6 separate regions of the Mus musculus genome follow, and all the other regions are linked to region 1. The links are chromatin contacts, called in public HiCAR-type, HiChIP or PLAC-seq and promoter capture Hi-C maps. All regions are on one chromosome and are shown on one strand. The core of a region is the stretch at or near the end of the contact, and the rest is flanking DNA. Distances in the headings are between cores, read along the strand shown. Region 1 holds the start of L3mbtl3 (L3MBTL3 histone methyl-lysine binding protein). Region 2 holds the start of Echdc1 (enoyl Coenzyme A hydratase domain containing 1). Region 3 holds the start of Soga3 (SOGA family member 3). Region 4 holds the start of Rps12 (ribosomal protein S12). Region 5 holds the start of Themis (thymocyte selection associated). Region 6 holds the start of Stx7 (syntaxin 7).

What was found. Promoter capture Hi-C pulls out the DNA fragments that hold promoters and counts their contacts. HiCAR-type assays count read pairs that join an accessible place to other places. HiChIP or PLAC-seq counts read pairs in DNA pulled down with a chosen protein or histone mark.
Region 2: a contact with region 1 is called in an H3K27ac HiChIP or PLAC-seq map of thymic regulatory T cells, with 11 times the contacts expected there. The contact joins the promoter of Echdc1 here to the promoter of L3mbtl3 in region 1. A contact is called at or near these places in 2 of 39 promoter capture datasets (cranial neural crest and pre-B cells) and 3 of 115 datasets of contacts at active chromatin or transcription factors (astrocytes, embryonic limb bud and thymic regulatory T cells).
Region 3: a contact with region 1 is called in a HiCAR-type map of astrocytes, with 5 times the contacts expected there. The contact joins the promoter of Soga3 here to the promoter of L3mbtl3 in region 1. A contact is called at or near these places in 2 of 39 promoter capture datasets (cranial neural crest and hippocampal neurons) and 2 of 115 datasets of contacts at active chromatin or transcription factors (astrocytes and forebrain).
Region 4: a promoter capture Hi-C map of pre-B cells shows a contact between it and region 1, with 7 times the contacts expected there. The contact joins the promoter of Rps12 here to the promoter of L3mbtl3 in region 1. A contact is called at or near these places in 2 of 39 promoter capture datasets (the C10 cell line and pre-B cells), 2 of 115 datasets of contacts at active chromatin or transcription factors (astrocytes and large pre-B cells) and 2 of 9 other capture datasets (adipose tissue and liver).
Region 5: a contact with region 1 is called in a promoter capture Hi-C map of hippocampal neurons, with 2.8 times the contacts expected there. The contact joins the promoter of Themis here to the promoter of L3mbtl3 in region 1. A contact is called at or near these places in 3 of 39 promoter capture datasets (the 3T3-L1 cell line, 3T3-L1-derived adipocytes and hippocampal neurons) and 1 of 115 datasets of contacts at active chromatin or transcription factors (thymic regulatory T cells).
Region 6: a promoter capture Hi-C map of liver shows a contact between it and region 1, with 3 times the contacts expected there. The contact joins the promoter of Stx7 here to the promoter of L3mbtl3 in region 1. A contact is called at or near these places in 4 of 39 promoter capture datasets (hippocampal neurons, liver and pre-B cells) and 2 of 9 other capture datasets (adipose tissue and liver).

Annotation. Positions count from the first base shown.
Region 1 is chr10:26,371,382-26,376,362 of GRCm38.p6, reverse strand. It overlaps L3mbtl3 (L3MBTL3 histone methyl-lysine binding protein), which reads left to right and starts at 2,291. Exons shown (of 22, transcript NM_001359254.1): 1 at 2,291-2,662.
Region 2 is chr10:29,310,548-29,315,528 of GRCm38.p6, reverse strand. Echdc1 (enoyl Coenzyme A hydratase domain containing 1) reads right to left here and starts at 2,029. Exons shown (of 6, transcript NM_025855.4): 1 at 1,796-2,029. The coding sequence starts at 1,862. It overlaps Gm46218 (a long non-coding RNA gene), which reads left to right and starts at 2,112. Exons shown (of 2, transcript XR_001779751.2): 1 at 2,112-2,292.
Region 3 is chr10:29,141,946-29,146,926 of GRCm38.p6, reverse strand. It overlaps Soga3 (SOGA family member 3), which reads right to left and starts at 2,931. Exons shown (of 7, transcript NM_026138.2): 1 at 2,492-2,931; 2 at 1-363. The coding sequence starts at 268.
Region 4 is chr10:23,784,558-23,789,538 of GRCm38.p6, reverse strand. Rps12 (ribosomal protein S12) reads left to right here and starts at 2,330. Exons shown (of 6, transcript NM_011295.6): 1 at 2,330-2,383; 2 at 2,495-2,545; 3 at 2,659-2,775; 4 at 3,535-3,637; 5 at 3,862-3,963; 6 at 4,266-4,356. The coding sequence starts at 2,532. The coding sequence ends at 4,328. It overlaps LOC115487513 (a small nucleolar RNA gene), which reads left to right and starts at 2,996; the gene lies at 2,996-3,069. Snora33 (small nucleolar RNA, H/ACA box 33) reads left to right here and starts at 4,088; the gene lies at 4,088-4,192. Snord100 (small nucleolar RNA, C/D box 100) reads left to right here and starts at 3,718; the gene lies at 3,718-3,785.
Region 5 is chr10:28,665,663-28,670,643 of GRCm38.p6, reverse strand. Themis (thymocyte selection associated) reads right to left here and starts at 2,284. Exons shown (of 6, transcript NM_178666.6): 1 at 1,894-2,284. The coding sequence starts at 1,984.
Region 6 is chr10:24,146,392-24,151,372 of GRCm38.p6, reverse strand. It overlaps Stx7 (syntaxin 7), which reads right to left and starts at 2,084. Exons shown (of 10, transcript NM_001358563.1): 1 at 1,965-2,084.

The DNA of each region.
Region 1 (4,981 bases), core at 1,042-3,541:
CCCACTCTTTAATGGCTGAATGCACACGTTTAAGCAGCACATGGTGGATTCGCTGCTCTGCAAATTGCTGTAGAAAAAAAGTAAAGTGCAAAAGCAGACAAAGAAATCTATAACCTTCTCGGTCTTTCACATTTGTTTGGGCCGTTCTTTGAAGCAGCTCGGAGCAGCGACAAGGATCGCGGAGAGATGCACCTGAAGCAGTTGTGTGCGGGCGGCCGAGGCGGCCGAGCCGCTCAATCGCGGCTTTCCAGCGGCGAAGGCGCAGCAGCAGTCAGAGGGAAGGCAGTGCGAGCCTCCTCGGCAGCGGCGGCGGCGGCGGCACCGGCACCAGCGCAGTTTCCCCTCTCCCCAGCCCTGACTCTACGCGCACATGCGCACTGCGCCCGCAGCCCTGGACCATTTGTCAGGACTACTCGTGAGACGGAGAAAAAAAAAAGAGAGAAAATTTGGGGGTAAGGAGCGCTTGATCAGATCTAATCTCTAATTAATCTGCAGATCAGCCTGCGCCAGAGCCATTCATTGATTTTTTTCTGGGTGAGGATGAAAGTTCTGAGACCTAGAGAGGGAAGGAAGCGCACCCTCGTCTTGGGAAAGAGATCAGGGGAGGGGAAGGAAAGAAGGGGTTTCTCCCCCACTTCTCTGCGCCTCTGGGAAAGAGGAGAAAACTTAATCCCGGGGAAAAAAAGTGGGCAAGTGACTCGGAAGCGGCTGGAGGGGGAGTCTGTGGGCATCTCACTCTGAAGTAGTGAGTGCGAGTGCGAAAGAGGAACAAAAGAGCGAGAAAAGAGAAAGGAAAAAATGGGGGGAGGAGAGACTTGTATTTTTTCCTCCTTTGCGCGCACACGGGGAAGGGTGTGGGGGGCCGTGCGGAAGGGAGCGGGCCAAGGCGGCCGCGTTCGGCCGTCGCCCGCGCGCAGGCAGCGGGATGCGTGTGGGCCCCCTCCCCCCGCCCGGAGCTTGTCACTTTGGTCGCTTTTTTGACACCGGGTGCTGGGTGGCGGCGCTGGGGGGGGGGGGGGGAGCGCGGCACCGCGGGGCTGCGAGTCCGGGGCGGCGGTGGGGGGGAAACGCGGCGGAGCCGCAGCCTCCCCGGGGGCGCCGAGCGCGGTCGGCCTGAGCCTAAGGGGGGGAGGGGGCGGCTTCGGGAGGGGACCGCGGGCACGATCGGTGCGGCGGCGGGAGGACGCGAGCCCCGGCGCGCCGCCCCTGCGGCCCCCTCCGCCCGTGTGGCCTTTGTGCCGAGCGCGCACCGGGTGAGCGAGCGGGCGGGCGGGCGAGCGAGCGGGCGGGCGGGCGAGCGCGACAAGTCCAAGTACGGGAGACCGAGGCAGTGGGAAAAGAGGCCGGGCCACTTTGCTCGCCAGCCAGCTCGGCTGCGGAGAACCGACTGGTTGAATGTGGCAGAGGCGCGTCTCGCTGGCGCGGCCGTGTGTGTGTGTGTGTGTGTGTGTGTGTGTGTGTGTGTATGTGTGTGAGTGTGTATGTGTGTGTGTGTGTATGTGTGTGTGAGTGTGTGTCTCTGTGGCTGTGTGTGTCTGTGTATGTGTCGGTGAGTGTGTGTCGGTGTGAGTGTGAGCGCGCGCCGAGAGGCCTCCCTCCGCGACTCGCACCGCGCACACGCACCCGCACCCGCACGCACACCCGAGCCGCGGCGGGGCCGGCGGCCGAGAGTTTGCGTGTGTGCTCTCCCCGCTCGCCACCTCCCCGCTCCCCGCCGCCGACTGTGGGAGAATTTCCTAGAGATCGCCTCCAATTTCCGCCATTTTGGGAAAGTTGCACGGAAAAAAAAAAAGAAGAAGAAGAAGAAGAAAGAAATAAAGCCTCCGCTGGATTTTTTTTTTTTTTTTCCTCCTGCTGGAAGCAGGAAAGTGCTTTTAGGGAACGCGGCGGCGCGGGCTCGACACTGCCGTCCCCGCGGGGTGGAGGACGCGGGGCCGGGCCGGGCACCCGCACCGTCGCGGCGATCTTCTCCGCGCAGCGCCGCCGGTGCGGGCGCGGGCGTGCGAGCGAGGCGAGGCGAGGCGGTGGCGGGCTGCGGCGGGGGCCGTGGAGCCTGCAACTTGTTTACCGCCGCCCCGGGTGGCCGAGGCCGGCGGCCGGGGTCCGCCTCGCCACCCGTGCGTGCGCCGATCTGCGCTCATGGGCTACTGTCTGGTCCACGCTCGCGTCCTGGGCCCGGCGGGGCCGGCCTCGCGCAGCGGCGGCGGGGCGGGGGAAGTAGAGGCCGGCGGGGGTGGGGATCGGGAAGCGCAGGAGCGGAGGCATCCGCCGCGCGCCCCGCCAGCCAGCCAGCCGCCGGCCGGAGGAGGAGGCAAACTTGAGAGCGGCGGGGCCAGGGGCGCACTGGCGGAGGGAAAACTTTAATCGCCTTCTTGGGAGAATAGAAAAAGGGAAAAAGAGAAAAGGAAAAAAAAATCCAAAAGGCAAAAAAGTGCATGTGTGTGGGGGTTTCTAGGACCCGAACCTCACGATCGGATCTGATCCGATCACGGCCCACCGCGGGGCCGTGAGAGAAAGTTGACCAGCGTGGCGGCTTTCTTCGCGTCCGGCCGTGGTGTCTGTCTGTCCGTCCGCGCTCCGACCAAACGGGTGGGAGATCCAGCCGCACTGCCGGGTCGCGTGGGTCAGGGCTCTTGCCCCACCCTTCCACGGGGACACGAAGGTAAACTCGCTTTGGTTTTTCCTTCTCTGTCCTCCTGCAGCCACCGCCCAGCTTCCTTTTCCTCTCCTTTCCCCGCTGATTTATTTTTCTTCTTTTTTTTGTTTTTTTAGGGGGGGGGGACCCGAAAAACGGAGTCTCTTTCCTTATGCAACTTTCTCGGGCGCAGTTTGCTGGGCCCATCCCCCCCGCCTTCTGCATCCCTTGGCCCGCTCCTTTGCCACCTTGGGGCTACCGCCAAAAGCATGCATTTAAGATCATCCAAAGTGCCCAGGAACAAAAATAGATGTTAAAGAATTGTTCTAAGTTAAGGGAAACTGAGACGAGAAATAAGAAACCGGTTTGAGTGTGTGTGTGTGTGGGGGGGGGGGGGAGGTGCGTCGCCTGGGATGAGTGAGTTGAATTTTCATTTCAATTTTCGTAGGTGGTTGGTTATGATGCCTTTATTGGTGTGGGGAGCCCGGGAAGCTCTGTACTGGCTACCTCGGTTGCGTGGATTTTTGCGCAAGTTTTTAGAAAAACACTGACTCGAGTAGAGAGCCGGAAAGTTTCAAGTGCAGCAAAATAGTGAGCCTGCAAAACTGGCCAAGGGGGGACCTCTAGTGGTTAAACGCATCTTAAGTTCGAGAGACAAGACCAAAGTTTGGCCTTTACTTGTAGCTACATGCAGTCCGTTTAGACGTGGAAGTAATTAGAAGACCTGAGTTGCAGCCAGATGTGAGAAAGGATGCTAGTCCGAAATAGAAGTTTTGTAAATCAGAGAACAATGACGTCTAAGCTTGCGGACCCTGTGATTTCCATCCTTTCTTGCATACAGTAAGAAAACCAAAGCTTTTTATTCTGAGATTTGAGATTGACACTCCCTAGATAAGAAAGTTTGTCTTCTGTTTACCATCATCTGTACCTCCGTTTTTTTTTTTTTTTATTTCCCCTCTTACGACTCATAGCAGGTAGCTTAATTCGGAATGTTAAGGAAAAGTCAAAATGAAACCTGTGCTTAGCACTTTGCAAAAAACTGAAAAAAAAACAAACCTGAAATTAGCTTTTATATGAACTGATCATTTTGTATGTGTCTCTGATGCATATAATCTCAGGCTAACAAATTATTCAACAATTTACGTATAAACTTACATAATATATACTCATAAAATACATAGTATCTTCTCGTAACGGTGTAATTTTGATTCACTGAGTAAAAACATTTATTTCAGTATACTTTGTATAATTTACGATTTAAACCACTTTATATATGCATGGGTTACATAACTATTTCCCAGTGTGTATTCTGTATTTAAAAAAAAAACATTGAATTTTAAGGATAAAAACAGGAGGGATTAAGGTTGTATAGAATCATTCTTGTAATTACCACCTGTCCGTCACAGTGAAAGAGACAGGGTCCATCCATCTATGTAGCTCAGGCTGGAGTTGAATTTGTATTTCCCTCCTGGTGCTTGGGTAACAGTCTTATTTACAATGGGAATTTTTATTATGTGGTTTAGAGTACGGGAATGATGTGAGTGATTAAAATTAATTTCACCTTACATGTACCTAGTTAATTTGAATACACAGTGCAGTGTGGTGTGATGGGTGTTGAGTTTGAATTGTATATTATGGATGCGAGGGCTTTATGAGAGTGCTTTGAGGGTGTTTGTTTGTTTGTTTGTTTGTTTTCCTTTTCCTCCAATATAATCAATGCTAGATCCTTAAAAGAAGTCTTGGGGGTACACAGCAGTTCTGAAGGTCACCAGACAGATGTCTTTCACTGGACACTTGGTTTCCAGTGCAGCTGGAAATTAAAGAGAGTGTGTGACAGGGTTAGTAGAAAGGAAAACAACAACAAAACTTAAGTTTGTGGGAACTGCTTTGAATGTTTGAACAAGTAGACAGTAGGCGTGCTTGAAAAGGTGAAAGAAGCATTGGGCAAAAAGGAGTGTCCCGTAGCGTATGTGTGCCTTTGGTATGGTTGCATGGGAGGCCAGAGACCAGCTTGAGTTGTTACAGTTACAAGCTTTCCTGCTCTGCTCCCAGTCATCCTTTTTTCCCCCCTCCCTCTCTCCAAACCTGGCTCACTGATTGGCTAGACTGGCTGGCCAGTGAGCTGCAGGCCCTCCCTCCAGTGCTCAGGTTACAGAGGAGAGCGCTCCGGGATTTAGGGATTTAGGGAAGTGCTGGGGAATCTGAACTCGGGTCTTTGTGCTTTCTTGGCTGTCTCTTTATTGACTTTGCCTTCTCCCAGTTCCTTGTTACTAGATTTTGGGGGAGGAGACGGGTAATGAAGGGTTTCTCTGTGTAGTCCTGGTTGTCCTAAAACTCTCCCTGTAG
Region 2 (4,981 bases), core at 780-3,279, 2.9 Mb before region 1:
TGCATTGCTTTGCATCATTAGAAATAGACACTTTTCCAAGAAAGGCTTCTATTATGACATGTGCCCATTTTTCTATTAATTTCCCATTTTTTCTCTTCTTCCTTTGTTCTGTATCTCTCTTTCAACACTGAACCTTCTTTTCTGCTCTTCTTTCAGATTCCTTTCTGTACCAGTGTAATTCAAAGAACAGCTCAAGCCTGCTATTGGAAATCCAACTGTAACAATGTGCTAATAGTTTGTTGTGCATACTTTCATCTCAATTTTAAATACACAAACTCAATGGTTAAAATCATTTACTACTGATCCAGAGAACCTGAGTTTGGTTTCCAGCTAGTAACTCCAGCTCTAGGAGACCCAGATTTCTTCTGACCTCCCATTCTTGTGCATATAACCTGCCCACCGCACCCCTATATACATAATTAAAAATAACTTTTTAAAAGATACATGATGGCTAGGGTGTTAAGAGGATAAGAATGTTAGATATTGGTGAATTAGTGTAGTATCTGAAAATATAAGTAGAGTTTAAGATTTCAATGTTGTCTTAGAGCAGACACACATAAACAGATTATATTTGCTATATTCCTGGGAACACAAGGTAATGAAAATGGCTGAGTTACAATGTTAGAAACATTTCTTCAGGACAAAAATCCTAAATTTTGTCATGTGGTAGGACAGCAAAGCAGCTGTTCTATCAGGAAACAGACCATTCCAGGTGAACATGCTCACTGCCAAGCCACTGCAAAGCACCTCTGGCCATCTGGGACCAAAGGTTTCCCTCTCCAATTCTACATGCTAGTTCTTCCATTAAAAGTCCTTAAATTATACTAGAAAACTAACATAATTCCATATTTAAAACAATTAGCATAAGTAAACAAAGAAAAATCATAAGGTACTTTTGAATGAAATATATAACCTGTTTCTCAAGTTTTCACATTACACACCACCTACACCTCTCCCCACACAAACCAAAGAAAAGAACTTTTATTTCCTCAAATATTGATTTTTGTCATCCCAAATCTTAGCACATATACTGTTACAGGGTTGTTTTTTGTTTTTTTTTTTTTTCCTGACAGTAATTTCAAGTTATCTTCTCTAAGTTCCCAGACTACATAAAATCCATCTCCACTACCAACAGCTGTGGTCACATCAAACACTATCATTAACTTCTAGTTCTGACAAGTCGTCCTAGTAAATTTAGTTTCCAAGAAGGCATCCGAAGTGTTGAGAACAGTCCCTGGCAAACGGGGATTTCCAAGATTTTTCTTAAAACACATGGCTAGTTCACCATCTAGCTGGTTTCTTCTAATTCACTTTGTTGCACATCCTCTTTGCGCCTCAGCTAGCTGTCAACTAATTGGTTTTCAAGTCAAAAAGACAAACAAAACAAGCCTGTCTTGTTGCCATCTTCCTCTTCCCTCCCCAAGATTTCACTTTTTTTTTTTTTTTTTTAACCTGTCAGGCTCCTATGAGGGAGCTATTTCTTCAAACTAACTCTTTGATCAGTCTTGGTCACATCTCTAGCACGGAGAACAAGAAACAATAACAAGTTAGAGAATCCGATGTGGAAGTTAGGAAATTAAGAAATGCTAACGTGTGGTGATGTCCTTAGTGAGGTGTTCATAACTCCTTGAGATTTGATAAAAGTGGAGACAGAATAGGATAACTTTAATTGCTCCCATCAAAGTTGGGTTGCTCTTCTTGTTGAAAAAGTTGGCTTCACGAAACAAAGATGTAGGAAAAGTTTGAAATAAGCAAGATCATTTAGCTCACAGGTAGAGATCCCACGGAACATTACCTCGGTTCTCACAAGGGATTCCAAAATATTCAGAAATCGGCTTAGAATTGACCTCACACCTTCTCATCCTTTGAAACTGCCAATTTAGCGGATTTTCCCACGTTCTCTGCAACGCCTCAGGATTTCCCAGAGACCTGCAGGAACTCACGAGCCCACCTGCGCGGCGGCGCCTGCGCTGCGGTGCAGAGCCAGCAGAGGGCAGTGCGCCTGCGCGGTGAGCGTGTGCGCAGCCGCGCGCCCCCTCGCTCTGCATTGGCCCGCAAAGGCGCGCCACCCAATCACGCCACAGCGCGCTGGCCAGGGTGCGGGGGGCGAGGGGGCGAGGGGGAGGGGACATCTCCGCGGCCTGTCACTTGGCCGCAGCCTTACCGCCGGCCCGCAGCCCCTGGCTCTGACTTGCGCTTCCGTGTCCTGAGACCCTCTTCCCGCACCCCACCTTCCGCTGCGCGCGAGCCTCTTCCGGCTTCCACACCGCTCCGGGCCTGTTTCCGCTCCTGGTATGCTCCCCGGGATCCTTTGGCCAGAGCTCCTGAGTTAGCTGAAGGAACTCTGGCGACCCGGAAGTCCCGCCCCTCCCCATCAGACTCTTCATGTCTGGAACTTTCACCTCAACTGCTGTAAGCTAGAGCAGGGAGCTCAGGTTTTTTTCCGTGGTTGACATCTCCTTGGTTTAGGGTTCAGACAAGGGAAAGGAGGCCACCCAAATACTTCGTACCCCAATTGGCTGCAAATGAAAAAAGGGAACGATAAGACAAGAAGGCGAGAGAAAGTTAAAGAGCGCTGAGCCTTCTTGGATTTAAGAGCTGCTGGGGGCAGTATTTTATCGTTTGTCAAAAAATACTTAGCAGGTTTTGTGACACGACTATGTCATGTGCTCTTTAAAGACTCGAAGCAAAATGTTTTTGTTTTTAAAAACGGAAGGAAAGGGGAGAAAAGAAAGATGGGTGTCCAGAGGGGGTCAGTTTTGTCAGCTCTGTACCTTGCTTTGGATGGCACTCTGGTGTTCATAGACTTCTGCAGTTATCATACATAATGATCAAAGAAATAAAAACATGTTTTCTGGTGGGATGGATATAATGTGGCAAAGCAGTAGGGCAGAAATGGTGACCAGTTTATAATACAAAGGTGTGTTTAATAAGGAAGAATTAATAAGCCTAGGTTAGCTGAACTGGTAGGAAGAAATCGTTACTAGAAGTGTTTAATTCTAGTATTTTTCAAAAGGCAGAGAGTTTATTCTAAAGCCAAATATAAGTGAGGTTTGGGTTATCCCCAGTTCTTTGTTCCAATATGAAGGTGTTAGGGTAACAGACCAACAAAAATTATTTTCCAAATACACTGATGGGAATGTGAAAGCATGGGGTGAAAGGAACAAGGAGATTTTAAGTCTCAGATCTTAGGTCTCAGAATCTGTAGCTCTCAAATTATAGTTGACCGCATCCTTAGCAGTTCTACTGGTGGAAGCTATTAGTTTGTCTGTTCCAAAAGACTTACCCAGGGACCATTAAATTGTTAGGTCACAGAGAGGTGGTAGCAAATGACTATTAAGCTAATGATGGTCCAAGATAAATTATCATGTGACCCTGGACCTGTCACATTCCAGCCTCTACACAAACACTGAAGGCTTTAATCAGGCAACTGGCCTTGCAGACTCGTCAGTGTTCCCTGTGGTTGTTTCCAGAGACTTTTGTCCCAGTTCTCCCTGTTGAACTTCCTCAGTCGAGAAGCCACACACTAATTTTTATTTGTTGCTAGGAAGGCTTATTTCTAAAATCTGATGTAAATGGGTTGAGTAATAACCAGGAAATCAGGCTTTAGGAGAAAGGAGTATCTAGTAAAGCCACTAAGGCAAAACTCCAGGATCCTATTGCCAGAATATACCGGACATTATGATTTAGATCTTTTCAGTTTTTCTTTTGGCCAGCCTGATTTTCTTTCTTATGTAGTAAGCAGTATACACTGTTAGAGTGTTAAACAGAAAAACCTCTTGACAATAGTGACTTGACAGAAGTCATTTGCCACTTTTCTCCTTGATTGGATGTGTTTATTGTGTCCTGGGCAGCTGTCCAGTATTGGAAGCCTTTGTTCTTCTTGTGTAACTGTTTGCTACTCTCTTTACTAAGTCGACTCCTATGTAATCTAGATATTATACTACCCTGTCCTTTGTCAATTTTCCAAGTATTTCATGAGTTGCCACTTCTCAAACAATTTACCAGCAAGTTGAAATGGAATGGGTAAAATGGAGAAAAAGTTAAAAAGAATTTAAAAGCATCTTAGGAATTTGGGATAGAGAAAAAAAACTGAACACTTGGTGAACTGAAGTAGCCAAATCATTGTTTATATTTCATATACAGTCCCCTCTGTATGCATATATATGATTTAATCATTGTATTAATCAGAGTTCTTTGGAGTCATAGAATTTATGGAATATACACACATATATGGAACATATATATATATATGAATATACGTATATGGAACACACACATATATATGGAACACACATACATACATGGAACATATATGTATATATAAAGGGAATTTATTGGAATGACTTACAGGCTGCAGTCCAACTAACCCAACAATGGCCAGGTGTGAATAGAAAATCCAAGATTCTAATAGCTTCTCAGTCCCACGAGGCTGTGTGTCTCAGCTGGTCTTTTGTATATGTTGGAGTCCCAAAGAAGAAAGCTTCAGTGCCACTGAAGAAATAGATATACTAGCAAGGCAAAGGCAAGCAGGCAAAGACAGTTTCCTTCTTCTGTGTCCTTATATAGGCTTCTAGCAGGAGGTGTGACCCAGTTTAAGGTGTTCTGCTTCAAGATCTGGATCAAAAGGTTGTGCCTTTCTACCTTAAAGGATGGACTCACTTCAAACCAAGCAGACTATTTCTCACACATGTGCCTTCCTTTTTTAGATTGTAGTTTATTCCAGATTTAGTCAAGGTAACAACCAAGTATAACTATCACAGGATTTTCTTGAGTAAATTGGAATAAACTTTTAGACTAACCCACATAAAATGAATTTTTAAGTGCTTTGAGAAAACAGGAAGGTGACAGATATGTAGATTGACCCCAGATAGTTAGTTTGTACTCTCTGCAACCTTGTAGAAAGCCAGAAAGCTTGTTTCTATATACAGCATATCATTGTAGATGTACATCTTAGGGTGAAGACAGCTTCTATTGTAAC
Region 3 (4,981 bases), core at 1,682-4,181, 2.8 Mb before region 1:
TGCTCCGACCGGTTATCTTGTTACCCTGCTGTTGCTGCTGCTGCAGCTGCTGCTGCCGAACAGAATTGAGCTTAGGGCCGACCCCAAGCGGGGACCGCGTGGCCCCGGCGGTCTGACGAAGAGAATTGTCCCTAGGCCTAGCGGGTGATTGAGCTCGCTGCTGCTTTCTGCTGCAGCCCTCCGGGTGCATGCGAGCCTCCGTGGCTGCGGCGGCCGCAGAAGCTGAGGTTGCGGCTGGGGCAGCGCCCCCGGACGGTGGCTGACTCATGGCAGTCTAGAAAGAACCTACTGGATGCCACTTGGAAGCGTCCATCTCTAGATCATCCTCTTCTCTCCTTTCTGTCACCAACCTTCCTGTGTAAGCTGGGATGGAAATAGAAGAAAAATATACAGTATGTTTACACTGTTGTAGAGCCAAAGGTCAATGTGCTGTACAAGGGAAGCTAGAGAGAATTATCAGACTCGGAAACCAAAGGTTTGATGGAAGCTTTGAGTAGGTGAAAGATTCAGGGCTGTAAGTCCTCACTTTGCCCAAAGTGGCGCTGTCTCCATCTTACTCCACCTCAGTCAAAAGGATCTGAAGGCAGCTAAAACTTGCACTCCCTAGGTAACCTGTACCTGGGATGGGTGAGGCACAGGTTCAGAAAGAAATGAAAGGTGAAGGAAATGGGGGCAGGGGAGATGAAAAGTGGAAAAGGATAGAAAGGTAAAGGAAGTGTTTAGATATTATAGTTGTTAAACAGCTTCCTCCTCTGACTCCAAATCTGTATTTTAAACCTAGTTTAGTGTGTGTGTGTGTGTGTGGGGGGGGTATTAAATTAGTATTCCTAATTGTCAGTTAAAGAAATAAGGCTATAATGTAAGATCCTAGAGAAGATTTTCCCTGGATAAATGACACTTTTCCCACTCATCCCCAGCCCTTAATGTTGTCTTCAGAGAATTTTAGCCAACTTTCTTTAGAATGGAACACACACACACACACACACACACACACACTGTAAAGAATGAATATGAATCAACCCCAAGCTCAAGAAAAAGCTGCTATTAAGAATTAGTTATAAGATTCAGTCATTGACAACCCAAAAGAGATTATTTTAGCAGCTTAAAAATACTTGTTGAAAAATTTGATGAACAGCTTTATCTACAGGCTGCGAAGTTTTTAATGGCGAATTTGTCCTCGCTTCTTCCTGTTCTGCACTTAAGGTGGACTGAGTTGCAAGTACAACATAGAAAACAGTTTTATTCTGAACCATCTCCTTAGATAGTATATAATAGACTGAGTAGAAGTTTTAAAATGCCCACTAGAGAAATAGCAGAGTGGTTAATTACATTGGCTGCTCTTTCAGAGGACACAGGGTCTGCTCCAAGCACTCAGGTGACATCTCTAAGCTCTCTGTAACTTCAGTTTCAGGGAACCTGATACACTCTTCTGTCATCCCTGGGCACCAGACCCATATGTGGTACACAAATATGCATGCAGGCAAAACACCCATATGCATAAAATAAAACCTAAATTTAAAAATGTTAAAATGCTCAGACATTCCTATGGAGCCAAATTCTGAAACAGAACCATGGAACACTATTTAACCAAAAGGCTGTTTGTCTTCCTTTAGGGCGGTAAGATACATTGTGTTAGCTTTCCAGTATAAACATACCATTTTAATCCAGAGGACAGAAAAGACCTGTGGATTTTCCTTGCTAGTGGTTCAGACAGCTAGTTCATTTGGCCCCTTTCCAAGAACCTCATTTACCTTTACTGGTAAAGCAGAGGAAGGTCACACACACACACACACACACACACACACACACACACACGCACACACACGCACGCGCGCACACACACACACACACACACACACACAGAGAGAGAGAGAGAGAGAGAGGGAGAGAGAGAGAGAGAGAGGGAGGGAGAGAGAGAGAGAGAGAGGGAGAGAGAGAGAGAGCTTTTAGGAGACATGGTTTCCCATTATTACTCTTATTGTCTGTTGTAAGTATCTCAATTGAGGATGTAATCATTTGTCCTTTCATAACGGAAAGGCACCCAAAACTCCTCCACCTTCCTTTCTCCCTCTGTAATCTCTTTTCAACTCCCTTTGTAATACAAAAATAAACAATGATTACTTCAGAAGGAAAACCAAAGTTACCCTCTGCTAAAAAGTCTGGCCTACTTTACCGTGGGTCAGACTAAAGTGGGCCACCCAGCTTAATTGTACTGACAATGCAATGTTATATTTAACCAAGTAGAACCACGCGGGAACTCAGAAAGTCACCAGCTGAAGCCTCACCCGCCCAGACTATAACCTCAACGAAAGCTTGGGTTTCATTAATTAGTTCCACAATCTAAGGAACCTAGTGTCTGTCACTTGTTCCCTGACAAAGTAATAAGGTAATGTATCTCACAGTTTCTCCAGTGGCAATATCCATCCAAGCAATGATAGTAAGGACCAAATCAACCCTTTTCATCTCAAATCCTATCTGTCCCAGGACCCACCCCGTTTCTCTTCGTGTCTTTAGAAATCCAGAAGATCTCACTTCTCTGCAGTGGCTTTTGCTTCCAGGAAGCCGGAGACCTCCGACTTTATTTTTCTACCTTTCAGAGAAAGTTCAACTTCCCAGCTTCCGTAGTGTTATAGGCGAATTTCTTCTGGGCGCGCTTGCTTGCACGGGATCCACACCCACTCTGTTTCTCCGAACAAAGGCGACAACCACAAAGACTTAGAGCTCTGGGAGTTGACTCCTAGCCGGCGGTGCTTGGCTGGCTGGGCTGCAAATGCAGCAGGCAATACCCGGGGTGCCAAGCAGTGCCAGACTCTTCCCCAGGAAGTGCAGCGGTATTCATGAGCTGACCTCACCGGACTGGGCTGGAAAGAGGGCGGGATTGAAGGGAAGACAGGAGAGAAGTAACCGGAGTGGTTGCTTAAAGAAGAAAGAGAAGGATGGGGAACCAGGGTAGCGGGTGGGAGGCAGAAAGACAAAAAGGCAAGAGCCACGCCCGAGATGCAGAATTATTCAGCCTGGCTCATCAAATTCCTCTCTCCATTTCCATTTCCTGTATTTGGCAGAAGACTCCAAGACCGCTTAAAATCGGATGCCTTGGCTTCCTGCAAAGCTTTGTCTCAGGTCCGATCAATCTCCATCAATTATTTACTTGAGCTCTTTTCCTTGGGAAGCCGGTTGGAGCATCCTGCACCCTCAGCCTGACCCAGCGGAGTCTCTAGACGCAGCTCTTAGAGGCGCTGGCGCGCGCTTCCGGTACTTCTCTTTGTTCACTCACTTTAATGCTCAGTCAGTCTCTCCATGCGCGGCTCCTTCCCCACCCCCAGCTCGGGCGGAGTCCTGGGATGGCTTTTCCGCGAATAGACAATGCTCGTCAGACCCGCTGTCCCACAGACAAAGGGTTCTTGAGGAGATAAGGAGAAATGACTAATTTAGGGCAAACTGAATAAATATGTGCTTCCAGGGATGTTTTAAGTGCATCTCAGTAGCACTGGGCACCATATTTTCCCCTCTCCTCGCTAAAGGCCAATTTCTTCAGTGAAAACAAACTGGTAATTTCTGAGATCCATTTTTTTTTTTACTGTTGTGCACGTGAGTAATAGTAGTCAGAACAAATGTATCAATAAAGAATCGTCTGATCTGACAATGAATTAAGAAAAATGCGTTTCCAGTTTACATTTATCCATATTGATTCACAGTAATAATACTCCTAATGTTTGAGGGGAATTTTGTTCTTTTTCCTTCCAATTTTATTTCAGGAGAGTAGGCTCGAGTGACTTACTTTAACCCATAGAAATCCCCTTGTAAGTTTGCAGGTCAGAATATATAAACCTGTTTTTAAAGGAAAAATTTGAGACATTAAACTTCTCTTACTTTATTGTGGTGATTTTGTAAGGACAAAGACTTAGATATTCTTCAACAGTTTCTAGCCTAGCGTTAATTTTAGAGCGAGACTTCATTTTAAACTAAATCCTGTCTTAAAAGTGAAATGGCTATTTGGAGTAAATTGCACAGAAGTAGCGAAATGAGAGCATATTTAAGCCCAGGTAATGTATACCCCCAGTGACATCGCTTATGTTATCACAAGGAAATAATTTAGGCTGTCAAACTGTTGCTATGGAGTGGTTTGTGGCCAGCACTGTCCAAGGTGCTGGGGATACAAAGAAAGTAGAGAAATCATCTCTGTGCTGAGAAGGCTCAAACATACTGGCAACAGTTGAGGTAACGGAGATATTGTTCTTATTCTTGAATACGTGGAAAGCCAGAATAGTGAATCCTGTGATATCTATGATAGGACTTGCATCGTTGATTAGAATAACAAAATGAAGTCACAATGTCACAAGCTATTTTGAGTTTGTGTTCAACAGTTCCTCATTATGTACCACAATGTAAGTTGCAGTACTCTGTGTGTGTGTGTGTGTGTGTATGTATGTGTGTGCGCACACGCACACTTCTTTCCTTTTGATGCAGGTCTTTGTATGTAGCAAGGGGTAACCTGGAGCCCAGGATGGATGATCTCAAATGCATCTGCGTCCTGAATACAAGAATTGAAGTTGTGGAGCACCACACACAACTATCTAAATTGCAATATTTTTAAAAAGAATATTAAGATTCATATATCCCACTCAATGAAAATTAATAAAATGCATAAAATATCTCTTAGGCCAATCTTTATAAATAAAGCATTCTTACACAAGTAATCTAGAAGCATAAAAACAGTTCTGCTTGCCTAAGAACTTGCTTAGACATATCCATTTCAGTGTTTATTTCCATGCAAACAGTATCTTTTATTCTATGAACATCTAATAAAATCAAGAATGCTTACATCAGAGTTCATATGCCCAAAAGGGTAGTTTTCTACCTTAGGATTGTGCAGTCTCAGTGCTATAAGCCATTGCAATATGGGATGAATGGAAACAATGCTGTCAAGCCTTTAAACTAAAGGTTTTTAATTAGAGTCGTGTTTTGGTTATCCCATTATTTA
Region 4 (4,981 bases), core at 1,081-3,580, 2.6 Mb after region 1:
TTTCTCTAGCTCCTCCATTGGGGGCCGTGTGACCCATCCAATAGCTGACTGTGATCATCCACTTCTATGTTTGCTAGGCCCCGGCATAGTCTCACAAGAGAGAGCTATATCTGGGTCCTTTCAGCAAAATCTTGCTAGTGTATGCAATGGTGTCAGCATTTGGAAGCTGATTATGGGATGGATCCCTGCATATGGCAATCAACCATTTATCTTTTTAAGATCAGTGGTAACTGGCTTTGATTTCTGCTTCGAAGTGGATGTGGCTGGCTATGTGAAGCAGATCCCTGGAGTTAGGCCCTTATTGTGTTCCTGGTCTCCATCTTGGGGATGGCTCAGGTACAGCTATCTGCCAGGAAGGGCCACGCCCCACTGGTTTGTATGTACACTTTCTAGCTCATATTTGTATATATTATGTGACTGCTAGAATGTACTGGGTAAGAGCCACTAACCACTATATGAATTTTCCGCCACCTTTGCCAAGACCTAAAATTGAGAGGCTACTCTTAAAGAGTGTGTGAAATAAGAGAATCTTTATCTAAAACAAAAATCCTCATCACATGGAAAATAACTTCCCTTTGGGTATTAAAATTATTACACAATCAAGATTTAAGGGGGGAGGGGCTCCAGTTGTTAAAAGGGGGTGCTTACTGCTGACAGAAAGGCATTCATTAGGGTGGACTATTAGGACAGAGAGCTGACATCAAAGGTGTGGAGAGTCTGAGCTGGTTGCTACTGTGTTGGAAGCAGCACTAAAACTTAGGCACCAAGCTGAAAGGACTCAGCTGTTTCTTCTTAGTATTTAAATGCAGTAGTTATTTTCCAATTTTACCATCTAGTCTCTTCTGTGAGACTTTTCTTCCGGGAAGAGAACTCTAATATGCTTAACACTTAAATGTTTTCCTTTTTTTGCTTTAGACATTGTCTTCCTGGTAGCCTGGAACTCACAGCTATCCACCTGCCTCTGCTTCTCAGGTGCTGGGATGAAAGTCTTGCAACTTATGTATGGTTTGACACATTAACTTTTAATAGCCTTATACTAAGGAAACTACTTAAACTCTACTTAACCACATTCTTTTCCGACTGTGTAATGTTTCAAAATCACTTCCAAAACAGCCAAAAGGCACGTGTGCCTTCCTGCTCTCTCTTCCTGTCTGAATATTCTTCCTGCACTTACCTGGCTGGAACTCTAGTTAAAACCTCTTTTAAATGCTGCCATAAACTCCAAATCCCCTGCGTTCCCACATCATCTCCACTCCCCAGCACCGTGGCATTCTGGTATGTTACTCTTTGGCTAAAATACTAGCTTTATCTTTTAAAATGCAGACTTTTAAGTGTCCGCCGTCTCTCATCTTTAAAACAGCACCATAGACACTGGCAGAAATACGCCCACAGAAACTAACCACCTATTAAATACTTTTTTGAATTGCAGGGGTAAGGAAGCAAGCATGAGGCTTTAGGGGTGAAACCCAAACGTTTATTGGAAAAGCTAAAACTTCCATCAACTTTCTTATATCCTCATGAAATTCATGAGCCCGACAATGATCACTGTATCCACCAGGTTGGCCATCAGAAGCTCTGGTTGGCTTCGGGGATATCTTCTGAGAGAGATGTCTTGTGTATTTGCTTTGGAAGTAGAAGAGCGAGTGATTCCTTCGAAATTAAAATGCATTTGTCGGCGTAGGCGGGAACTGGCTTTAAGATTCTGGAGTTCCACTCCTGGTAGCCGAATCCTCGGTGGAATTTAGTGACAGATCCACAGTGAGAGTTTAACATGTACCTCAGGGATCCAGTGTCTGCGAAGCTGCGACTCGGGAAAAAAACTAGGGTCATTACCTAAATGTTCATTCAGAACCGGTTGCATTCAGACCGGGATCTGACCTGGCCGCAAGGTCTGCTTAAACACGTTGCAAAGCAGTGGGGTTTGTGATCATACACAAATCACAGCCACTCAGAGAGGCTAAAAACCAAAGGACCAAAATGTGGACACACTCAGCCTAATCGGCCAGTATTGGCAACAGGAAACTTCACGATAAGACGTGGAAAAACTGCTTAAAACAAAGTAATTCAGCAGCGAAGAAAACGGCAGTAGTTTGGCTCCTCTCGTGTTCCGTAGGAGCGGATCGTGGGACCTCTGTGGTCCACGCCCCCTGGGCAAAGGCTGCCCGCTGCGATGCCTGCTAGAAATCCAGCCGCGTTCTTACCACGGACGCTCCTAAAGGCGGAAGTGGAAACTCCTAAGGCACGGCACCACCGGAGCCACCTCTTTAGTGGGAGGAGTTGCACATGCGCACAGAAGTCGAGCGGAGCGCTTAAATACCGTCATGCGGCCACCGCCGGCCTTTTCCCCTGCCGCCGCCGACTTGCGCGGAGGCGGAAGCTCGGGGTGAGTGTGATCCCAGCTCGTGCGCCGGCGATAGCGTGTCTACTGCGCCTTGGCTTCAAAAGTGAAGTACTTGGGTCTTAACGGGCGATTTACTGATGTTTTGTCTTTCAGTGCGTTCAAGATTCGGCGTCACCCGTGATTCACCGCCATGGCCGAGGAAGGGTGAGCGAGTGGGGCGTGGGCCTCCCGCGGGCGGCGCTGGTCTGGGCTTTTCTCCATGCTAGTTCCCCATCCCTAGCCTGCCGAGGGTCCTAACGTCTCTGTCTGCATTCCAGCATAGCTGCTGGAGGTGTAATGGACGTCAACACTGCTCTACAAGAGGTGCTGAAGACCGCCCTCATCCACGATGGCCTAGCACGTGGCATACGCGAAGCTGCCAAAGCCTTAGACAAGTACGTGTCTCAGTCTCAATACTGTGGGGTGTTGCAGCCGGAACAAAGACTGCAGCAGCCAAGGGAAGAGAGCGTGAAGTTCATGCTGTTAGCACAAAAGTTCTGAATGTCATCCGGCCAGCAGGAAACCTAGGAAAAGGTATCAACTCTAGCCCACTTAGGATGTGTGGGTTGCTGTGTGGATCGGGGATGACGAGCAGTAGTTTTGTAAAGCTACAGTGTTTGCATGATGACTTGAATTGTCGGATACCCCTTCACCCCGTTCATGGGTGAGAAACAGCTAGTCTGACAAACCTGTAGCTCGTGGGGATAGATAGTCCGGTAGTTTTGCTAGAAGATGGAAAAGGGGGGGGCATCATTATTTAGTTTGCAAATACTTAAACGACAATATTGTGGTGTCGGGGAAATCTAGCTATATCCGGGAGACTTGAGAACATGCATGGTTTATTAGGCTTATGCACGTGTATTCTACTGTTTGAGGTAAAGTCAGGTGATTTTGGATGCTGTTGTGAATATTTACAGTGCTTCCTGCACAGGACTGCTTTGGATCAGCTTTCAAGTTGGAAATACCCTGAAAGTGGTCATAGTTTCCTTTGGCCATAAATAGGTTTCCTATTATAATGTGTGGTATTGGTATCTAAGTTTGTACAGGGAAAGTGAATGGCTAGTCTGCAGTTTGGTACAGTAAATCCTGTGTGGTCAGGTTTACTAGCACAGTGAAGACCCTTGAAGGTTTCACCTTTGAGTTTTGCATTTTAGGCGCCAAGCCCATCTGTGTGTGCTCGCATCCAACTGTGATGAGCCCATGTATGTCAAGCTGGTGGAGGCACTTTGTGCTGAGCACCAAATCAACCTGATAAAGGTAAGCCTTAGTGATAATGGTGTTGAGCCACAGGCACCAGCACTAACTTGCATGGTAGTTTTGATGATTTTCACGTGGGCTGTACATGATGAAAACAGTCTCCCTCTTCTGAATCTCGCTGAGGAAACTGCACGTCACCCTCCTGAAACAGCCACCCTGGGAATGTTGAGGGTCAGCTTTTACTAGTTTCAATCCTTGTTAGTAATTGCTTTTGTCTTTGATAGGTTGATGACAACAAGAAACTAGGGGAATGGGTAGGCCTCTGTAAAATCGATCGAGAGGGCAAACCACGGAAGGTGGTTGGTTGCAGTTGCGTAGTGGTTAAGGTAAGTCTTGCTTTTCTCTTTAAAATGTTGATGGCCCTTTAGTGGAAACAAGTTTTAAAGACAAGATTTAAACCTTCTGTAAAGATAAGCCATCATTTGAAAGCCAGCCAATTAATCTGCTTATCTCAATGTTTCTGCAGAAATTTAGAAAGGGCTGGCAATATTAATGCCATGGTACGAGCCTTAGGGGCAGCTGAAGCCTTTAAGGTCCCTGAAAGTGGCTACAGTATTATTGGGAAGACTGAATCAAATAGCTGATCGGAATTTAATACTGAAAGTAATTCGCATTTAATTTTTTTAAGGACTATGGCAAAGAATCTCAGGCCAAGGATGTCATCGAGGAATACTTCAAGTGCAAGAAATAAATAAATTTTGGCTGATTTTTCTCTTGTATTTCTTGTTTGCTGGTATAAAATGGGATGTGCTTACTCAGGTGATAGTGGATTGGAAGTACCTGTCTGCTCTTACTATTTTCGTTGGGTAAATGACTGCCAAGGCTACATACACAACTAAAATTGGGCTTTGGGCTTAGTATTTTTGATGGACAAAGGAGACGCATCAAAGCTTTAAACTGGAGAACACAGGCCTCAGAATTAGGCACACTGGGCAGCCAGAACTATAGATAATTGCTAAAATTTCTGGTTACATGCCATGACAGGTTGAGAGGTAAATTACACTGAGTAGATATCCAGGGTTGGTAATAACGGTACAAGGTTAGATTGGGGTAGAAAGATGGATTAGAGGGTTAAGTGTGGGGGAAGATTTGGGACTCAGGTTCCCCAGGGGTAAATGTAGACATGCTTAAATTTCTGAACCCTGTTTGCATCCAAGTCCTAATTTTCTAGTGTTCTAGTTGGTTAGAAAGGCTTAGAAATCTGTAGTGATGAGGGATTCTTAAGCAGCGTTATGGGACAGTTTGCATGAACCTTCTGTTGCTAGCACTTAGTGACAGTTAAAAATATCAGTTGTAGTTTTGCTTTCAAAGTGTCTGGTTTTAGGAAATGTGTCAAGGAAACTA
Region 5 (4,981 bases), core at 1,035-3,534, 2.3 Mb before region 1:
GATTTGGAAGCAACAAAATGATACTGGAAAATCAGCTAAAGATGCACAGAAATGTAAAGTCGGGTCCCCGTACACCATGGCATAGCATTGCATCCTGAAAATAAACTGAATGTAAAATATGAAACTGTAAAACTGTTGTCAAAACTCTTCCTAAATGTTTCGAAAGATGTCTTCCATAAAGCCCTAAAAGCATAAACCATAAGACAAGAAGCAACTGATAGCTGTCTTAAAAGCATAAGTCCCTACATGGTCTGAGGAAGACAGGATAGAAGACGACCTGATCCCAAACAATTCACAAAAACTTACATAAAACCTCATAATAATCTGAGAGCAAGTACTGTCAACCCATTACCTCTTATGGGTGTGTAAATATATAGGTAGCATGTGTCAACCTGTTTTGTTTTGGTAAGGTAAGACTGAATAAATATTCTTTAATTTGTGATAGGGTTACATCTCGAAAGCCCACTGGGAACTGAAAACATCCAAACTCTCAAATATATACAATACATCTAACACCGCACAATCACAGCTCAACCTACTCTACCCTAATTGTGTGCAGACCATGTACTAGTCACAGTGAGTGAAATCATTTGACAAGATGCCTATTTTATGTTACCAAGTGTTTAATATTCCATATGACTTATTGACTATTGTACTTCAAATGGAAAAAAGAACTGAACGATTTGTGCAATTCCACTACAGTGAAAAGTCCAAAAATTGGAAATCTAACCATGGGACAGACTGTGAGTGGGAAAGCTCACATGCCAACCATTCTCCCTAGTAATTTGACTAGACCCAGTTTTTTTTTGATTGGCTTTAATTTTCCCCTTTTTGTAAGCAAAAATTGATATCCAACTAGGAAATATTTTGAGAACCTTATATGTAACCAAACTTAAAAGGTTTGTTTTGTTTTGTTTTGTTTTGTTTTGTTTTGTTTTGTTTTGTTTTGTTTAGAGACAGGGCTTCTTTCTGTAGCACTGGCTGTCCTGGAATTTGCTCTGTTGACCAGGCTAGCTTGAACTCATAGAAATCCACCTGCCTCTGCCTCCTGAGTGCTGGGATCAAAGAGCTGTACCACCACCATCCAGGCCAAACTAACTTTAAAATGTTAGTATCGTTCATATTAGGGGATTTTACACACTACAGTAAGTTACACCAAAATTCACCAGCTTAGTATTCAACAATCCTCATTAAAATTTACCTTTTCAACACAAATCTTAAAAGATACTCTACAGTCAATAGGCACTAATTTCTTTACCTTTAAATAAAAGTTCCCACCATTTAAGGAGTTTGTAGAGCAGGAAGAGAGGATTACAAGTACAAGGCAAGCTTAGAAGTCCGAACTTGGCAGCATTCATTGTAAGACTGTGCCCTTGATAGGTGCAATCATTTTGGGTGAAACAAAACACAAAACAAGCTTGATAGTGTTTGGGTTTTTGTTTTGATGTTGCTGTTTTTAATAGTTTAAAAACAATAGTCAGCAACATTAAACTTTTTTACCTGATGGCAATTAATTTCAAAGAGTAGGGCAGAGACAGAACATCCTTTGTGCAGACTTGTCGAATGCTTACCAAGAAAAAAAATGGCAAATGGCAATTCACAAAGTTCCACTCCACCTTTCTTAAAGCCTTAGTTTCTTCTTTCTTCACCAGCTGGGATGTGTGTGTGTGTGTGTGTGTGTGTGTGTGTGTGTGTGTGTGTGTGTCTGTGTTCAACTTTCCTTCAGACAACTTGCACTTTGTTTGCTGGGTGTGTATATGTTTGAACTAAGTATCGAATCACTGAACTATACACACAGCCTTCCACGTATTTCTTACTAAAACCTCTCCCACAAATTTCCAAGAGACTTTATAAGAACATTCTATCAAATTAAAGAATTAGAAAAATACTTACCTTCAAAGTAGATGCCTGACTGGATTTCTAGGACCCTGGGGAGGGTCCTCAGGTCAAGGGAGTAGACAAATTCTTCCAGAGATAAAGCCATTGTTGTGTCTTCGGTGGTATATAGACCTGATCTTTTACAAGACCTTGTGGTTTCTAGATGTCAATTGTCTACCGTTCTGTCTTTGCTCATAATTGCCCACACAGGCAGAATGTGAAATGGGAGCCAATCGGGGTAGGACAGCCCTAAGGTGGGGAGGTACTTGTCTGCAGTAGCTGGTCTTCAGTTTCTACCTGGTGCAGGGAGGTCACAGGAAAGCCAAGCCCAGGGCAAACAGCTCAAGCAGCGGAAGAACTTGAGAATAGGCAGGAGACAGTGGGTAAAGCTCTTTTTGTTCTCCCTGCGGCTGCATTTCCTTCTGACACTGAAGTAGAAACACATGGGGGTGGGGTGTGTTTGTCTGAACTGACACTACCCAAAGTAATGAGGTTGGCAAGTTGCTGGTTCTTGTGCATCCACAGCAGTGGCAAAATTGTGATGAAACAGAGTGGCCTGTGGCATGAACACTGGACATGGCCAGAATGCAGGCACAGTGTCTTACCTTAAATATGGCACTATATCAGTTTGTTGCCTCTCTGCATCTGGGTTCTAGCTTTGCATACTCATTGTGCTTTTACATTAAACTTGGTTACAAAAGAAGCTGTTGTCAGCTGTTTTTAGAAATCTGATACTCTGAGGACACATAGAAACCACCTTTTATCTTTACACATTAAAATTTTTGCTGAAGTTTAAAGGGAGGGAGGAGGTGTTACATGAAAAGTGACTCAGGAATTAATAGAGTAAATTGATGGGAACTTTCTGGTCTCTGCACTGAGAAGGAAAGTATTTAAAGCAAAAGTAAATTAATTAATAAAATAAAATAAAAATAAAGCAACAAAACCAAAGAAAGAAAGAAAGAGAGAGAGAGAGAGAGAGAGAGAGAGAGAGAAAGAAAGAAAGAAAGAAAGAAAGAAAGGAAGGAAGGAAGGAAGGAAGAAAGGAAGGAAGGAAGAAAGGAAGAAAGGAAAAAAGGAAGAGAAAGAACTACTTATAAGACATATATTTAAATGTTTGCTTCCTCTTTGAAGCTCTCCTTTTAAATGTAGATTTAAAAACATAAATAAATAAACTGCACAAGCCCCGAAGTCTATAAATTTGCTCTTATGATCTAAACATAAGTTGAAAAATGCTCAAAGCCATAAATAAATAAATAAATAAATAAATAAATAAATAACAGAAACCTTGTGAAACTAATTTTTATACATCAAAACCAATCTTTCTGTTTATTTTGATTTTTGTTTCTTTTAAACAAAATTTTCCTTAGGATATCAGGCTGGGCTCAAACACATGCCAGTCCTCCTTGCCTCTGTCTTAGGATTACAGGCATGTGTCACCACCTCTGCCTTACATCGGAGTTTTGTTGTGGTGGTGCTAGGGTTTTGTTTGTTTGTTTGTTTGGTTGGTTGGTTGGTTTTAAATTTTTATGCTTCCTATTCTTTGTACTTAATTCAAACATCATCTTAGAGGTTATACTTGCAATTTAAAGTGAGACTGTCTATGTTTTGTAGATAAATAAAGGAAGATTGGTTGAAGTTGATAAAGATGAACTATGATGAAAAGTTGTTCATTCTCAGGCTGGATTCTGGACAAATTGCTTGATCATGATAGAGCATCTACCAAATGCTAAATGCTTAAAGCTCTTCAGAGTCATGTTCAGCCCTTGTAACAATTTGCTAGCCTTCATTCTAGGCAAACTTAGGGTTAATGTGGGAAATTCTTCAAGTGATTTTCACTAGTAACTTTTATGTAATCCCTTGAAACATTTTTGTCCCCTAAATCTCCCAAGCTTGATAAATGTAGCTTCTGTCTCATTCTTACCTAAGTCTGGGCCTCTCACTTGACTGAAAACACTATTTGTAGCCTCCTGGCATATTTCATAGGATTTTAGAATATGGAAAGGGCTGCCTCTTGAAAAATCATACATTTTTAGAGTTAGTGCTGCAGTAAGTTTATTTGGTATGTAATCAATGCTGGATTTCATCTGAAATCTTTAACTTATAACTCAAGTTTCTATCCTTGCAGCCAACACTAGAAGAATTCACTATATCATCAGATATTTATACAGATCCAGTATGTCCCTGCTTCTGCTTTTAACACAGAGATCCTTCTTGTATCTCAGAATCTGTTTCTCCTATATCCTCAATCATAAAATTAATGACTCTCCCATCTTTGAGAGTGCAAAGCCAGAAGGCCTAAAGTTGTATGTGAACAGACATTTTCTACAGCTTCCAAATCCCTCAAGCTCTATGAGTGACAGTCCTCAAGGCCACTCCTCTGACCTTGTCCTGTATTGCCATTGCTGCCATCTTATCTCAAATCATTACTATCTCTGAGCTGAAGCATGGTAAAATGAATTACTGAAGTTCAGTCAGTAACAGGAACGATTGGCTTACTCAAAGTCAGACCAATGGGAGTTCAGAAGTAAAGAGACTGTATATTACAGTTTCCAGTTTGCAGAAGGTAGAATTTCATGCCAGTGAGGAAGAAAGATGTATTTAACTAACTATTGTTAAATACCTGAAAGAAAAGATAGTTTCAAAACATCCCGTGAAAGAAAATGAAATGAAGATAAATTTTAAACATAAATTTACATGTAAAAAAATCCAAAGTTAAGTGGTGAGGGAGGGATTGTGAGAGGGAGTGTTAAAAAATAATAATTAATTAATTAATTAATTAATTATAAAAAAGCCAAAGTCCAAAGATTATGAGTGTGAATGAGGATTTAGAAGACTTGCTCTCAAGAATTACTTGAAGTCTTACAGGAAAAGAATAATAGATTGGACACAAACATTTGAAATCTATATATCTTCTGTAAATCGAAATGGAATTTTCACAAAACTTACAAAGAACTCAATATAAAGAATGTCCAAGTAGCACAAACAAACCAATGTTCAGAAAAAAAGGTGCTTGGGGACTTGACCAACTCTCCTACCAAATCCCCTGGGCAACTTCGACTCCTTTAAACATGACTGTAAGGAGCTGATGAGTTGCCCGAGTAGT
Region 6 (4,981 bases), core at 835-3,334, 2.2 Mb after region 1:
TGTGTGTGTGTGTGTGTGTGGTGTGTATGATGTGTGTGTATGGTGTGTGAGTGTGTGTGGTATGTGTGTGCAGTGTATTGCGTGTGTGGTGTATATGTGTGTGTGGGGTGTGGTGTGTACGTGTGGAGTGTGTGTATGGTGTGTGTGTGTGCTGTGTGTATGTGTGTGTTTGTGTGTGTGTGTATGTGTGGTGTGTGGGGGAGTGTAAATCTTGGACTTAGTCTATTCTCTAAGTACTTGGCTACAAAGTAGATCCTGAATAAATGTTGTAAGTCTGAATGAACAAGTGTACCGATTTCCTATGAACACATGCCCAGCCTAAGAGTAAATATAAACATTTCTAAAATACTGTTTCAGGCTTATTGCTACCTGGGCTTTTCTCAGTGTCCCTTTCTATCTGTAGATGGCCCTTTCCATGATACACACCCAGCCCCTTTGAGGACTAGCTCTTTGTCTCAGTAAGGTGTTATCACACACTAAAGATGCCAGGTCTGAAATGAGAAGTCTCTATCAATGTAACTTCTACTTCAAGCGATGCATCATACTTAGAAGATGGGAGCATTCACACTCTTTGTTTTCAATTCCTAAAACAAACAGGAGAGGAATCATAGGAGACAATCAATCATGAGGGTGCTCAATCTTCCATATGAGTATTCGGTCCACAAGTGCATCTTTGCCCAGCTCCTTCATCAATCCAAACGCTACACTGTTTGGTTTCAGCTTAATTAACCAAGATTTTTTTTCCTCCACAGTTTCACACATTAATATTTCAAGTTACACTGAACCAGAGAAAAATCCACACAGACTTAACTGTGGGAGTTTTATCTAGCAGTACTAGTAGACATAGAGGTAATATTTCCCTGCAGTACTGGGGACTGAACCAGGGCCTTGTGCACACACCATTTAGTGGCATATAGCTCAACATAATTATTCATAATTTTCCACCAGCAGCGTATGGATGAACTTGGGATAATAATCAGAATTAGAAACGACTGTTAATCAGGAGCAGCATAAGAAGTGAGCTAGCTGAAGGAAAAGAACCCAGAGGTCAGTGAGTTAATACTGTGTTCTATTAACTTCCCCAGACACTGGGAAACTACAGCCTCGTTCTTAACTAGTCACAAGCCTGGGGGCCAACTTCGAAAGCAGCTTGCAAAGCCGAAGACCCATCGGCACCACAAGGCACAATTTAACAGTGTTATCAATCTCTGTTCACTGCGGCTCAGAGTACACCTAAAAGAAATGCCTACCTCCAACAGGACCAAACCAGTGTTTCACAGTTAATTCCTTTTATTTTCCTGATTGTGGAAAACTTGTAAATAATAATTCCTGACAAAATACGAGATCTGACGCAATCAAAAATTGATATATGCATATAAAATGCAAGCAAAATTTTAACAGCTATAAGGAAAAATTAGCATTTGACTGTAAAGCTTCCTTCCTCTTCCCACCCTCGTCCAAGCTTTTTTTTTTTTTTTGGTCTGAATTTAACCTAGAAAACACATATGCGAATTCTCGAAATACCTTGTTACCTTGTTATGTGTCTTGCATAAATCAATTGAAACGAGCACAAGGTAGGTCAAAGAAAGTTAGCTTGTGTGAGTAAGGCCAACAGCCAAGCAAAGGCCCTGGGCCGCGGAACGAACCTGTGGCCAGATGACCAGGGCCCATCGCGTTTCCCTTTCTGTTCTTCGGAGGAGAAGTTGACAGAGAATGGGAACACGGTCGTAGCCTGCCAGGATCTGGCGGTAGTATCCGGTCCCCAAGGCTCCATTGCCGCGCGCCCCGGTGCTCGCACGTCGCGTCCCGGAGTCCGGAGCGGGGCGTGGGAGCCCGAGAGGGAGGCGCCGGCCCTGCGCCCTGGGGAGCCCCGCTCTGCGCACCCCAAAGCAACCACTAGCGAGCTGCAGTTCTGAGGTGTCCCTCCCGCCCCCCTCTCCCCCGCCTCTGCAGTCTCCTCTTACCCTGACCTCGCCGGCTTCCTCGGCCACCTCCAGCCGCTGTCACCCGGGGGCCCACTGCCTGGCGCAGCCGGTCTCAGCTGATGGGCGGCGGCACAAGCACGCCCACTGCGCATGCTCGGGGCACAGCCCCAGGAAGGAGGAGGCGGGGCTTGCGTCTCTCCCATTGGCCAGTGACAGCTGAAGCTTGGAGGGACTGGCAAAATTGCTGGGGAGCCAAGCTCTGATGGGTGACAAAGTGATGTCTATGGGCAACAGAAGAGGAAGCAATACAATAGAGAAGAGCTGGGTTCTTTATTCGGAGGCGCCAGACTCCCTGGACTGAGGGAGCACTCTCAGCTTTTAAAGGTTCTGTTTCCTAACCCTCAGCTCTGTGGTAGACTTGACAACTCCATTTTTAAAATGTCACTGCAAAAATGTCAAGGCAATCCTAGCTAAAGCCCCGGAAGGATAAATGAAAGATAATCTCCTAATGCCCACTTGATAAAGATGTTTTCCTGGCTCATAGTTGGTATCGCATCCTTGAAATACAGGATGTGGTTTTCCCAGGCTTTAAGAGCACACACTGTTCCAACAATAACTCTTCAAGCATGTGACCTCTCGGATGAGAAACATCAGTTGTTCATGTGAAAGAAATACTTTGCCAAATTAATTAGAATAGATTGCCTTGGATTTGCCTATAATTAAGATGGTGTTATTTCTGGAAAGAGCATGAAAACACATGATACCAAAAGTTCGATAGACTTCAAGTGGAGGTAGGGGGAATCCATACTATTGTGAATCAGAACCACAGAGCAAACTGTATGTTGGTTGGTTTTACACCTGCAAGCATACGTAGATGACTTAGGTCAGACTCAAACACAGCGTCTTCTCAGTAGGATCCACCCAGTGGATCAAAGAACATGTACTCATTTAAAGTCATGTGATTCAGCTCGGGCCATGGTGAACTGTTGAGGTTTGCTGTTTTGTCCAGCACTGGAAATTGAACCAAGGTCCTTGGACATGAGAGGCCTTCACTCTGTCCTCTATCTCCAGTGGTTTTTGTTGTTGTTGTTGTTGTTTTTGAAACAAAGTCTACACAGGTTACCCAGATATTAACCTTGAACTCACTCTGTAATCCAGGTAGACCTTGAACTTGCAACCTGCCTCATCGTTCAGAGTACAGACCTGTATCATTGTCCCGGGTTGTTTGTGGTTTTGTTTTGAGGAATGAGGGATCAAACCCAAGGCCTCACATTTCAGGTAGTTGATCTACCCCTGAGTTCTACCTATCATCTCCACTGTGAACTTTTAGAAGTATTAGTCCATCATAGTGACATTGTATGTTTTCCAAGATACAGAGGAAATTCAAGTTTTTCTTTGAAATCTCTCCCTTTTTCAAAATTGTTTTATTTTTAAAAATCATTCTTTGACAAGGCAATAACCTCTAATAGAAAGTCATGTTAGCTGTTAAAGCTACAGAGTCCCTTTTAGAAAATCTGGTTCTGTTTCCTCATAATACAGATTAAGGAACCTGAAACACCAAACACTTCTAAGTCACACAGGTAATTAGGAACAACAAAGCCTTAAGTGTCCTGTCCAGACTCTTGAATCCTTCCTGCCACCGGATCCAGACAACTAATATCTGCTGAGAGTCTATTCTGAAGCAACTATCAAGCCTTGCACTACAGATTTCAAATTGAGTAGAATATGGTGTTTTCCTATCTGGCAGTGGTACCCTCCACATGACACCACATGCTGAGATGGAGATTTATACAGAGCCTAGCGGTAACCCAAAAGATGACTGCCTCGCTGTAGTGTCAGTAGTGGTTTTTGAAGTAAAAACAGGAACGAAATTTTTAAAAGTTATATAAAAGTTTCACTGGAAGACAACATGGAAAGGAACATCTCAGCCAAAGAAGAAGTGTGCATGTTTATTTTCATGTGTATAATTTATAATGTGTAAATGTTTACTTTATTTGGATAAAGCATGTTGCGTGAACTCAAAAGTCAAGACCCTAAAAATGCAAATGAGATTCTTAAAGCAAATAGCCTCTGTCCCACGTTAAATGACTGATGGGAGTTGAGCTACTACAAGATATTGAGGAAAGGTACTAAGTTCTCTTACTCCCTGCCACATAGGAAAGTCTGGGAGAAGAAAATTAAAGGGAAATACTACAAAGAAGAAAGGCAATAATGTAACAATATCATGCCCATAATGTAACAATACCGTGCCCATAATGTAACAATACTATACCCATAATGTAACAATAGCAGGCCTCCATAAAAAACTTCATCAGGGCTGGAGAGGTTGAAGGGCCCCACTAAGGCAAATAAGATGGAGAAGGGGTGAGGTTAATGTGACAAATATTTAAGAAGACTTGTACAACAGCTGGGTATGGAGAGCTAAAGAGAGGATTTGTGACATGGACCTGATATCTAGCGTGCTTTCCATACGCCCTTCCCTACCACTCTTGCTGGAATCTTGGGCTGGGTAGAGAGGGCCCTGGAACTCAGAGACCTCTAGGTTGTCCTACTAGTCACTGGCTATACTGGGGCCAAAGCTGGGCATTCCAAATCAAATTTTGAGATTGCTCCAAGTTGTCATTTTTTAAAAAGTATAATAATTGGATTCCTTCCTAGTCATTTTAATTCAAAGAGAAAAATTAAGTATAATACTCGGCTAAACGTAGAGGCTCAGAGAGTAAATGGATCCCAAAGACATTCCTGACAATTGTAGTACTGTATTTTATTATTTAGTGGCTATTTAATGGCTCAGTAAAGAAATGAGCATGACTTAATTTGATCCAACATTTCTGAATATATTTCATTATGACTGTTTTTATACTTAATATGAAACATATGACATTTTGAGGTTTAAAGAAGCATATAACAAGACAGCAATCTTCAAAGCTGCTAATGTCCTCATGATTGTTCCTAATCCCAGGTAACTCCCTAGGTACCCTTTAAGTAATGTTAGCATATTATCTTAGTTATTTTTCCTGTGACTCTATGAATACTGTGGCAAAAGCAAATTAAAG